2 separate regions of the Sus scrofa genome follow, and region 2 is linked to region 1. Evidence: chromatin contacts called from public Hi-C data. All regions are on one chromosome and are shown on one strand. Each heading gives the region's core, a stretch centred on a gene start, on an enhancer-like site or on the middle of the called end of the contact. The rest is flanking DNA. Distances are from core to core; before and after follow the strand shown.

What was found. Hi-C and Micro-C count contacts between places; a contact is called where the count stands out from the background.
Region 2: a contact with region 1 is called in a Hi-C map of omental adipose tissue, with 1.6 times the contacts expected there. The contact joins the promoter of CD200 here to the enhancer-like site in region 1. A contact is called at or near these places in 1 of 5 promoter capture datasets (liver), 27 of 47 Hi-C or Micro-C datasets (adipose tissue, alveolar macrophages, blood and 14 more) and 1 of 2 datasets of contacts at active chromatin or transcription factors (skeletal muscle).

What each region holds. Positions count from the first base shown.
Region 1 is chr13:147,326,229-147,330,733 of Sscrofa11.1, forward strand. No RefSeq gene overlaps it. Among named protein-coding and RNA genes, the nearest start is that of BTLA, 20 kb to the right of the region's middle. Within about 2 kb of position 1,798, at least 2 of the 83 cell types and tissues checked have an H3K27ac peak or open chromatin away from gene starts, as enhancers often do. A contact at or near this core is called in omental adipose tissue, where this site is marked.
Region 2 is chr13:147,482,804-147,487,226 of Sscrofa11.1, forward strand. CD200 (OX-2 membrane glycoprotein) reads right to left here and starts at 3,015. Exons shown (of 6, transcript XR_002337904.1): 1 at 2,629-3,015. LOC100517427 (OX-2 membrane glycoprotein-like) reads right to left here. Exons shown (of 6, transcript XM_003483321.4): 6 at 3,162-3,338.

The sequences.
Region 1 (4,505 bases), core at 548-3,047:
GTGCCTGGTGGAGTGGTTGGGTTGACTGACTGTCTGGGGGCAGCCTAAGCACCAAGAGAGTGGCACCATCTCTGCCCTGCTCCATCCTCTCTCCATCCATTCCTCCTGCTCACACAACATGTCAATCTCTCCGAGGGCCCATCATTGATGCTCTTCTTTTCTTTCTCTACACTGCCCTGAGTTCTCATTTACCCTCTCAGAGTTGCATATATAGACCTGCCTCCCCAAACTCTCCAGTCTCATTTCCATTGCCCTGCTCCTTCCAGTCAACTTCCTTTAAGTTTATAAAGCACAGAACTCTCTCCTTCCCAACCCAATCAAAGCTCTTTCCAATCATTCAGGCTCAGACCCTCTGTTATCCCTGCCCCCTTCCAGTTTCTCAATGCCCTGCCTAATCTTTCATCATCATTCCTCAAAAGTCCATTTTAGTTTTTCCTTGAAAATATTTCTGGCACCTCTCTCTTTTCACCTCCTCTGTCACCATGGCAGTTCCATTCTTTAATGATTGCCATGGCCTCCTCACTGGCCTCTGCTTCCACATGTCCTTCCTTTTAACATATCCCTCAGGCACCCTAAAATGCTCTTTTAGTTGGTAGAATGTCCTCCCATTTAAAAACCTGTGACTCTCTATTGTAAGACACATTCCAAACCTTTACTCATGATAAAGGCCCATCCAGTTCCCTGGTCCCGATCCATCCTTCCAGGCTTGCCTCTCACTCCTCTGTTACATACCTTGAGTTTCCAGACAGGTGGAATTTCTATTGCATTTTAAGACATTCTCTACACTTTGTTCAAGTTATTTCCTCAGGATAGTATGTTCTCCCTTATCTCTGCCCACTAAATGCCACTTAACTGTTTAAAGTCCAGCTTAGATCTTACTCTTCTCTCTTAGCATTGTCAGACATGATGTTTCTGCCCCCTGAACTATATAAGTTTGATTTTTGCCTCCATTTTGGCTCTTATGTCACACTATTTTGCATTATAGTTATTTGTACACATGTAAAATCTTTGCTAGATCCTCTACTCCATAGGGACAGGGTTCATCATATTTTATGCATATAACTCATATGTTGAGTAAACATGGCACGTGGGTTATAACCAAAACATAACTTTGTTTTTGGAGTTACCATTGTGGCTCAGTGGGTTAAGAACTCAACATAGTGTCCATGAGGTTGCCAGTTTGATCCCTGGCCATGCTCAGTGGGTTAAGAATTGGGTGTTGCTGTGGCTGTGGTATAGGCCTGCAGCTGCAGCTCTGATTCAACCCCTGGCCTGGGAACTTCTGTATATAGCAGGTGCGGCCATAAAAAGGGAAAACAAATAACTTTGTTTCTATCTTTCAAACTTTATTGAGTACCAATAATCTACCCTTAGTTTGGGTAAAGGTTTGGCCATGGCTGTTCTGATTTTTCTAGAATTGTCTTGGAATCATTTCTGAAAACACAGTCATAATTCATAATTCGGTAATCACTCTGCTCAATCTAAAGAGGAAGACAAAACCTTAGAATTGACATTAGGCTTTCTCTCTTGGCATTGCTGGGATGGGTACACTCTCTAGTCCCTTCCTGCTAACCCCTCTCCTCACATTTGATTAATTTTTGTCAATTGCAAATATCCATGCTTATTTATCCCCATCTTTGTCCAATAGGAGCCCACTTCAAGTTGACTCTGAATCCTTTTGTATAACTCTAGTAATTTTTCAAAGCTTTCTTGCTCTTTTTCAGACAAAATGTTTCAGGTTTATTTTGTACATTTCCTGCCCAGATCCTGAGTCAACTGTTTCTCCAAGACGCCCTTGTTTTTGGTTGCTGGTTTTGTTTTGTTTTTTTAGTGGGAAATGTTATGTCAATGCCACGATTCGGGTGTTGGAAATGCTCATGGCCACTGAGTTGGTAATTGTTTTCAGGCCTTTTCAGTGGATAGAGCCTAGTAATGCCTCCTTCCCTCCCTCCCTCCCTCTCTTTCTTCCTTCTTCCATTGTCCTTCCCATCCTCCCTCCTTCCTTCCCTTCTTTCTCTCTTTCTTTCTTTCTTTCTTTCTTTCTTTCTTTCTTTCTTTCTTTCTTTCTTTTTCTTTCTTTCTCTCTCTCTCTCTCTCTCTCTTTCTTTCTTTCTTTCTTCTTTCTCTCTTCTTTCTTTCTTTCTTTCTTTCTTTCTTTCTTTCTTTCTTTCTTTCTTTCTTTCTTTCCTTCCTTCCTTCCTTCCTTCCTTCCTTCCTTCTTTCTTTCTTTCTTTCTTTCTTTCTTTCTTTCTTTCTTTCTTTCTTTCTTTCTTTCTTTCTTTCTTTCTTTCTTTCTTTCTTTCCCTATCTATCTCCTAGCTCTGTGCTTGTGTGTGTGTGTGTGTGTGTGTGTGTGTGTGTGTGTAGGATAAAATACCTCCAATTAAAATTGGAGGAGTTCCTGTTGTGACTCAGTAGGTTAAGAACCTGTCATGATGTCCATGAGGATGCAGGTTCAATCCCTGGCCTCATTTGGTGGGTTAAGTATCCAGCATTGCCACAGGCTGCTGCGTAGGTCACAGATGCAGCTAGGATTCAGCCTGGCTGTGGCTGTTGCTTAGGTTAGTAGATGCAGCTGCTGTTAGACCCCTGGCCTGGGAACTTCCATATGCTGCAGGTGTGGCCCTCAGAAGAAGAAAAATTGGAAATGCTACAGGGTCTTATACTTCTGTATTGCACCTGTATTTCCTTCTTGTCACAGAGACTCATGTTCTCAGATATATAGGAATTGGAAGAATTAGATTATCCTATACTTATTTACTTAATCCCATGTTACACATAGAGTAGTGTTACAGGAAAGATGTTACCAGAATCTGGGTTCTTGTTCATGGAGACGAAGAATGAACTTTGCAAATACACACAGGCAACAAGCAAGCAAAAAGTCTTTATTATAGGAAAGCAAATAGCTCCCAGCAAGACACTGGGCAGGGGAGGAAGAGTTCCCCTTTCTATTGTTCTATAGAGGTTTTTTCCTTAAAAACAGGAGTAGCAACATGGGATCCTGCTATTAGTTCTTTTTCCTATTGACCTTGCCCAGTTTACCTATATCAGTCCTTGTCCAAAAGGGGTCTTAGAGGTGGATATGCCCCATAAGTTCTATGGTTTCTTTGTTCTTTTTTCTCTAGACTGGGAGTTGCTGGGAGTTGCCATTCCTCTCATTCCTTTTTTCAGTTGAGGAATGAGTTAGAGATTAACATCCATGTGGATATAAAACAGATTTACTCCCTGCAGTAAACAAGGCCAGTGGGGATGTTATTCCCTGGAACCCTTAAGTCACAGACATTAATTAATGACCATATCAAAGAAAATATTGAAGCCTGTGTTCTTACACTAACTATCTGAATTATTTTTCTGCCTCAGTAGTCTTAGAATAACAATATTTTTTATTTCAGGAAAATTTTCAAATTGTTTTTTAGGCTTTTTTTCTTTTGCTTTGATTTTTCTTCAGAGATTTATATTAACTGTATAGTTTAGTGGATCTTTTTTTTGGCCTACTTTCAATACTGTTAGTTTCTCTCAAATCCTTTTTACCTATTCATTTCTTTTGAATTTAAAAACTTGTCTAGGAGTTCCCGTCATGACTGAGTGGAAACAAATCTGACTAGTATCCAGGAGGACACAGGTTCAATCCCTGGCCTTGCTCAGTGGGTTAAGGATCCAGCACTGCTGTGATCCAGCCCGGTAGGTTGCAGCTTGGATCTGGTATTTGGCCAGCAGCTACAGCTCTGATTCAACCCCTAGTCTGCGAACCTCTGTATGCCACGGGTGCGGCCCTAAAAAGACAAAAAAACAAAAAACAAAAAAAAAGCTTGTGTAGGGATTTCCCATTGTGGCTCAGCAGGTTATGAACCCAACTCATTTCCATGAGGATGCAGGTTCTATTCCTGGCCTCCCTCAGTGGGTTAAGTATCCGAAGTTGCTGTGGCTATGGCATAGGCCAGCAACTATAGCTCTGATTCAACGCCTAGCCTAGGAACTTCCATATGCTACAGGTGCAGCAAAAAACCAACCAAACAAAAACAGCAAATCAATAAATAAAAACTTGACTAATTTTCACCTATTTTAATAAGACACTCTCTGTCATGCTCATTCACCCCTGTGGTCTTCCTTGTTTAGTCTTTGTTTCTAGAATAAGTGTCTTTTATTTCTAATTCTTTTCTGAATTGTCACCTCATTTTGAGTTTTTCTGATCTAAATTATGCTGTTCTTTCATGTCTTGTGTTAATTTACTTTCTTTTATCTCTTTTTAAATCTGTCCCATGAACATGTCTTTCTGGCTTTTGTTGCTGGTAGGGAAGATATTCTCTTTTCTTATGATAACTTTGTGTGGGATTTGACCTCAATACTTTCCTGTTTTCTTAATTAGTTCTTCCAAATTTTTAAGAAGGAGGAATGATTCAGGGAGGCTTTTCTAATTGCAAAGGGCTCTATTAACTGGTTTTTGTTTTTTCAATTTTATAGAGTTCAAAAATATTGTGGCTTGATCTTTGAACTCCATATCCCTC
Region 2 (4,423 bases), core at 1,765-4,264, 160 kb after region 1:
TTTTCACAAGTCTGGGCAGAACTCCTTGGCCTTTTAAAAATCATAGTGGTATTTAAGAGAATGGCATTCTAGATATCATTTTGTCATAAACGGAGAGTGGAATAGAGACAGATTAACTTCACTCAGCAGCAGTCCCATGGCTGGTCTTGGTCTCCATCAGTGTGTTCATTATAAGAGGGGCCAAGCAAGGAATGGAACTTTTCCCTATATTTTTTCTACATTTCTATATTTTTATAAAATATAAGTAGATAAGAAATGCAGATTTCTTTGTAGTTTTCTTTAACTGGACCTCATTTTTATTTCATGGTGCCATTCCAACGAGAGTTAGAGACGTAATTTTAGTCAATGTCACCTACTCTCTGTCAGTTCAGTCCACCAACACTTGTTATCCCAATCTGTGGCATTGCATCCACAGTCCTGGGAATGCCAAGCCATGGGACAGGGCTATTAATCCTTGGTTGCAACCACTCTATCCACGCTGACATTGTGTTCCTTTCAAGTCATCCAGGTCATCGATTTGTGATTTGTGCAATTAAATTTTGTGCTTATGGGCTATTCTCTCACAGCGCCCGATTCTCCTGATTCTGTGTCTCAGGGTTCTTCCTGTGCTAGACAAAGGAGAATTCTACAAGGCTCTCTGCCTAGACTCCCATTTGTCCACCCAATGTCTGTTTTACTGTTCCCTTGCCATGTCAGGTAGGCTTGCCTCTTCCACAGTTCCCCCAGGAAAGCAAGGCACTGGTGCTTTCTGTTCTTGGATTTCAACACCTACATGTAAGTTCTATTCACCATTCTCCCGAACTTCCCACTCCCAGGGGTCAGGCACAGAGCATCCTTTTTAGGCCACAAACCGACACCAGTCAGTCCCTCTTTGCTCCCCCAGCCTAGGGTCAGAAAGCTGCTTCCTCTGTCACCTTGTATTCTTCCCATCAACTTGTTTTGGGGATGAATGTATGCCCTTGGTCTTTTAGTATTCAGGCTTTTAAAACCCAAATGCTTAGGCTCTTGCTATTTCAAGCTTTGGCTTCTAAAATGAAAAACATTTTCTTTGGCGTTCTAATTCCACACCATTCTTTTAAAGCCCTCATGCCACATGGAAATCCAGGGTCTAGCAAAGGCTATAATGAAGAAAGCAGAGTGAAAAGCTGTGTTTTAGGACAGGAGAGAAAGCAGAGGTACACTAAAACATAAGATGGGTGAACTGTGAGCCTAAAACATAAGATGGGTGAACTGTGAGCCAGCAATGTTTAAGAAATAGAAGCATGGTGATTGAGGCAAAGGGAATCAGAAAGAAAGCCTTGCTATTAAATATACACATGTTTCGGGCTAGCACAAATACTAGATGTGTAAGCTAGGACAAATCATTTTACCTCTCTGAGATACAGAAAAAAATAATAGTACCAACCTTCTCCCTGTTAAAAAGACTAAATGTGATAGTATGTGTAAAGCTCAGTGACATACAAATAAGCACTAAACCAATGTTGCTGCTATCTCTTCGGGTTACTAAGAGAATTAAGCATTTAGGGCCTTTAATACAGGGCATAAGATATAGTAAATGCCAATATGCATTAGGTAGCTTAAAAAAAATTCATTGACCAGATCAGACAATAATGGAAATGGAGAAGTCCAGTTACAGCCTCTGCCAAGAGGACCAGGGTTCAAAGGCCCAGGGTCTTACCTGATAGTTGCCCACCTGGCAGCTACATTGCCCTTATACATACCTCTTTCCTTGAAAGTTTCTAGATCGAAATCCTGTTCCTGCCACATATAGTCACACGGACTCGGAAAAATTAACCTCTCTGCCTGTTTCTTTACTTGTAAAATCAAGTAATAGCTACTCCTTTGAGGGATAGCTGTGAAAATTAAGAGCACCTAACACACAGTAAACACTAGCTCGAAGGCCACCATTCTCCTTTGTTAAGGAAGATACCGAAATAACTGGCTGTGTGGTCTTACCAATAAACTGTATACAAAAGAAATTACCTTGAGGTATTCCTCATATTTAGATTTTATTTTTTATTGTTTTTTAAATTACTTATACCTATGTAAATGAAAATCCTCTCCTTCCTTCATTTTGTCATGTACACAGATCCTGAATAAACAAAATGTCTGTCTTTCATGGATACCCTGGGTGTTAACCCTCATTTATCCCATCCTTTATGGCTTCCCAAGGCAAAGGCCTAGAGGATGGAGAAAGAGGCTGGAGCATCACTGAGGGAGCGAGATCTCCTGGAGAAAGTGAGCCCCAAATTCTGCAACCTCACCCTAGCTTTCAATGCCCAAACCGAGCAATACAAGCACCTTCCATACTCGCCACCAGCACCTGCCTCCCAAACCAGTTCCTCACTGAGGATGTCAGTGATCTTCGGAGAAGCATCTCGTCCCTTTTCCAGAGCCGAGGGACAGAGAATCAAAAATCCAGGAATGGCCTGAAAGCCCCCACTTCAGAAGGCAAAATCCGCCCCTCCACGCGGTTAAGTGCCGAGAGGAAAGCGCTAGCAGAAATACCAGCTCCAGACCAGACTAGGGAAAGCCGCAGTCTGGCGCTCTCTGCCCGCCACCGCCCCAGGGCCATCGGCGCGTTGTAGCCCACCCGGCGCCCTCTTTCCCACGCCTGGCCCGGCTCACCAGTCTCTCCATCGTCGCTCCTGGCCGCGCGCGGTGGCTAGCTTCACCCAGAAGCCCGGAGGAATCGCAAGCCAGACCTAGCAGCGTTCCTCTAGTTCGGTGGAGCAAGGCTACCCAGGTCTAGTTCCCCCGAGCTGCCTCACTGCTCCGGCTCAAGCCCCTTCCCCACGCCCCGCCCCTTATGCAAAAGAAGGCGGAGTTGTAGACAATAAAATAAAATAACACATCTTTTTTCTATCTTCAGAACATTCCGCATTTTCTCAGAAGTGGCAACTGGGGAGACTGAAAAAGTGTTTGAAAAAATATGCACGTTACCATTTTCATTACACAGAGAGAGAAAAAGAAGGGGAGAGGTGGGAAGACATGAACTATTTCACTGCGTTTATGCTTGGAGGAATGGCAATCTGCGTTGTGGAGCGGGCACGTAAGGAAATGATTTTTGAGAAATACTATACAGTTTCTCCGATCACCACTGCTGAAAAATGCAAATATTTTAAAGCTGAGTTTAACTGATAGACACTTTACAAAATAAATGTATATTTACTTTTATTCAGAAACAAAGTATATATTTAAACCATCAATGTTGGAATGAGCTCTCCTTTCAGGATGTGACTGGGTTTTTTCTTTCCTGTGAGAGAAAAATCTTTTTCTTCCATTTGCATTGAGGATGAGGATTCTTCTTTTTCTGACAAGTTCCAGAGTCCTCGGATCTTAAAACAAACAAAAAAGCACAAACAGGTCAATGAAGTGTTCAATTCCTGAAGCCTTTTCTGTTTTCCTGCCACCACCTCTCTGATAAAGAGCTGGGACTGAGCTTTTACTCAGGGATCCGTGGGGTTGCAAGTCCCAAGTCTGTAAATAAAATAATGACTGATTTTTTTCCCCCTAGAAAAACAGACACATATTGAAAAGATTCATGGAGTGGCAAACAGGATACATAAGAGAAAGTCAGTTTATAGACATATTATGGTAAAATTAAGATCAGATTAAGGAAATCAAAGAAAAATTCAGAAAATTTCAAAAATGACAAGTAGAGACATCAAGGAAAAAGAATCAAAGTGACTTTAAATGTCACAAGGTAGTGATGGATGCAAGGAGACGAGTTCATTTTCAAATATTGAAGAAAAATAATTCTGAATTCTACTTTGTCTTTTATAAATATTGCTACAAAGGTATATTTAAAAATACCTCAGGCGTTCCTGCTGTGGCATAGCAAGTTAAGGATCCAGTTGTCTCTGTGGCAGTGAGGGTTCCATCCCCAACCCAGGCACAGTGGGTTAAAGATCTGCTGTTGAAGCAGCTATGGCCGGGATTCAATCCCCGGCCCCGGAATTTTTGTATGTTGTGGAAATTCCATAAAATATAAAAATAAAACCCCTTTAAATATTCTGATTAAATGTACTATTCATAGAGGAAAGTGCATAGATCATAAGTACTGCAATATGAATTGTCATAAACATACTTGCATTGCCAGAAGCAGATTAAAATTGAATCATTCTTATCTCTCCAGAGCCTGTCCTGCTGTCTTTGCCTACCCTTCCTGTCACTACCACCGGCCAGTCACCCTCTTACCTTTAATATTATCAACTAGGCTTGCCTGTTTGTCAACTTTATATTAATATCATAGGGTATGTCCTCATTTATGTCTTGGTTCTTTCACTCAACCATAGAATTTAAAAATTCATCCATGTTGTTGCATGTGGTTGTAGTTCTTTCATTCTCACTGCTATATTCTATCCCACTCTAAATGCTACAATTTATTTACTGTACCGTTACTAGACATTTGTTTGTTTTC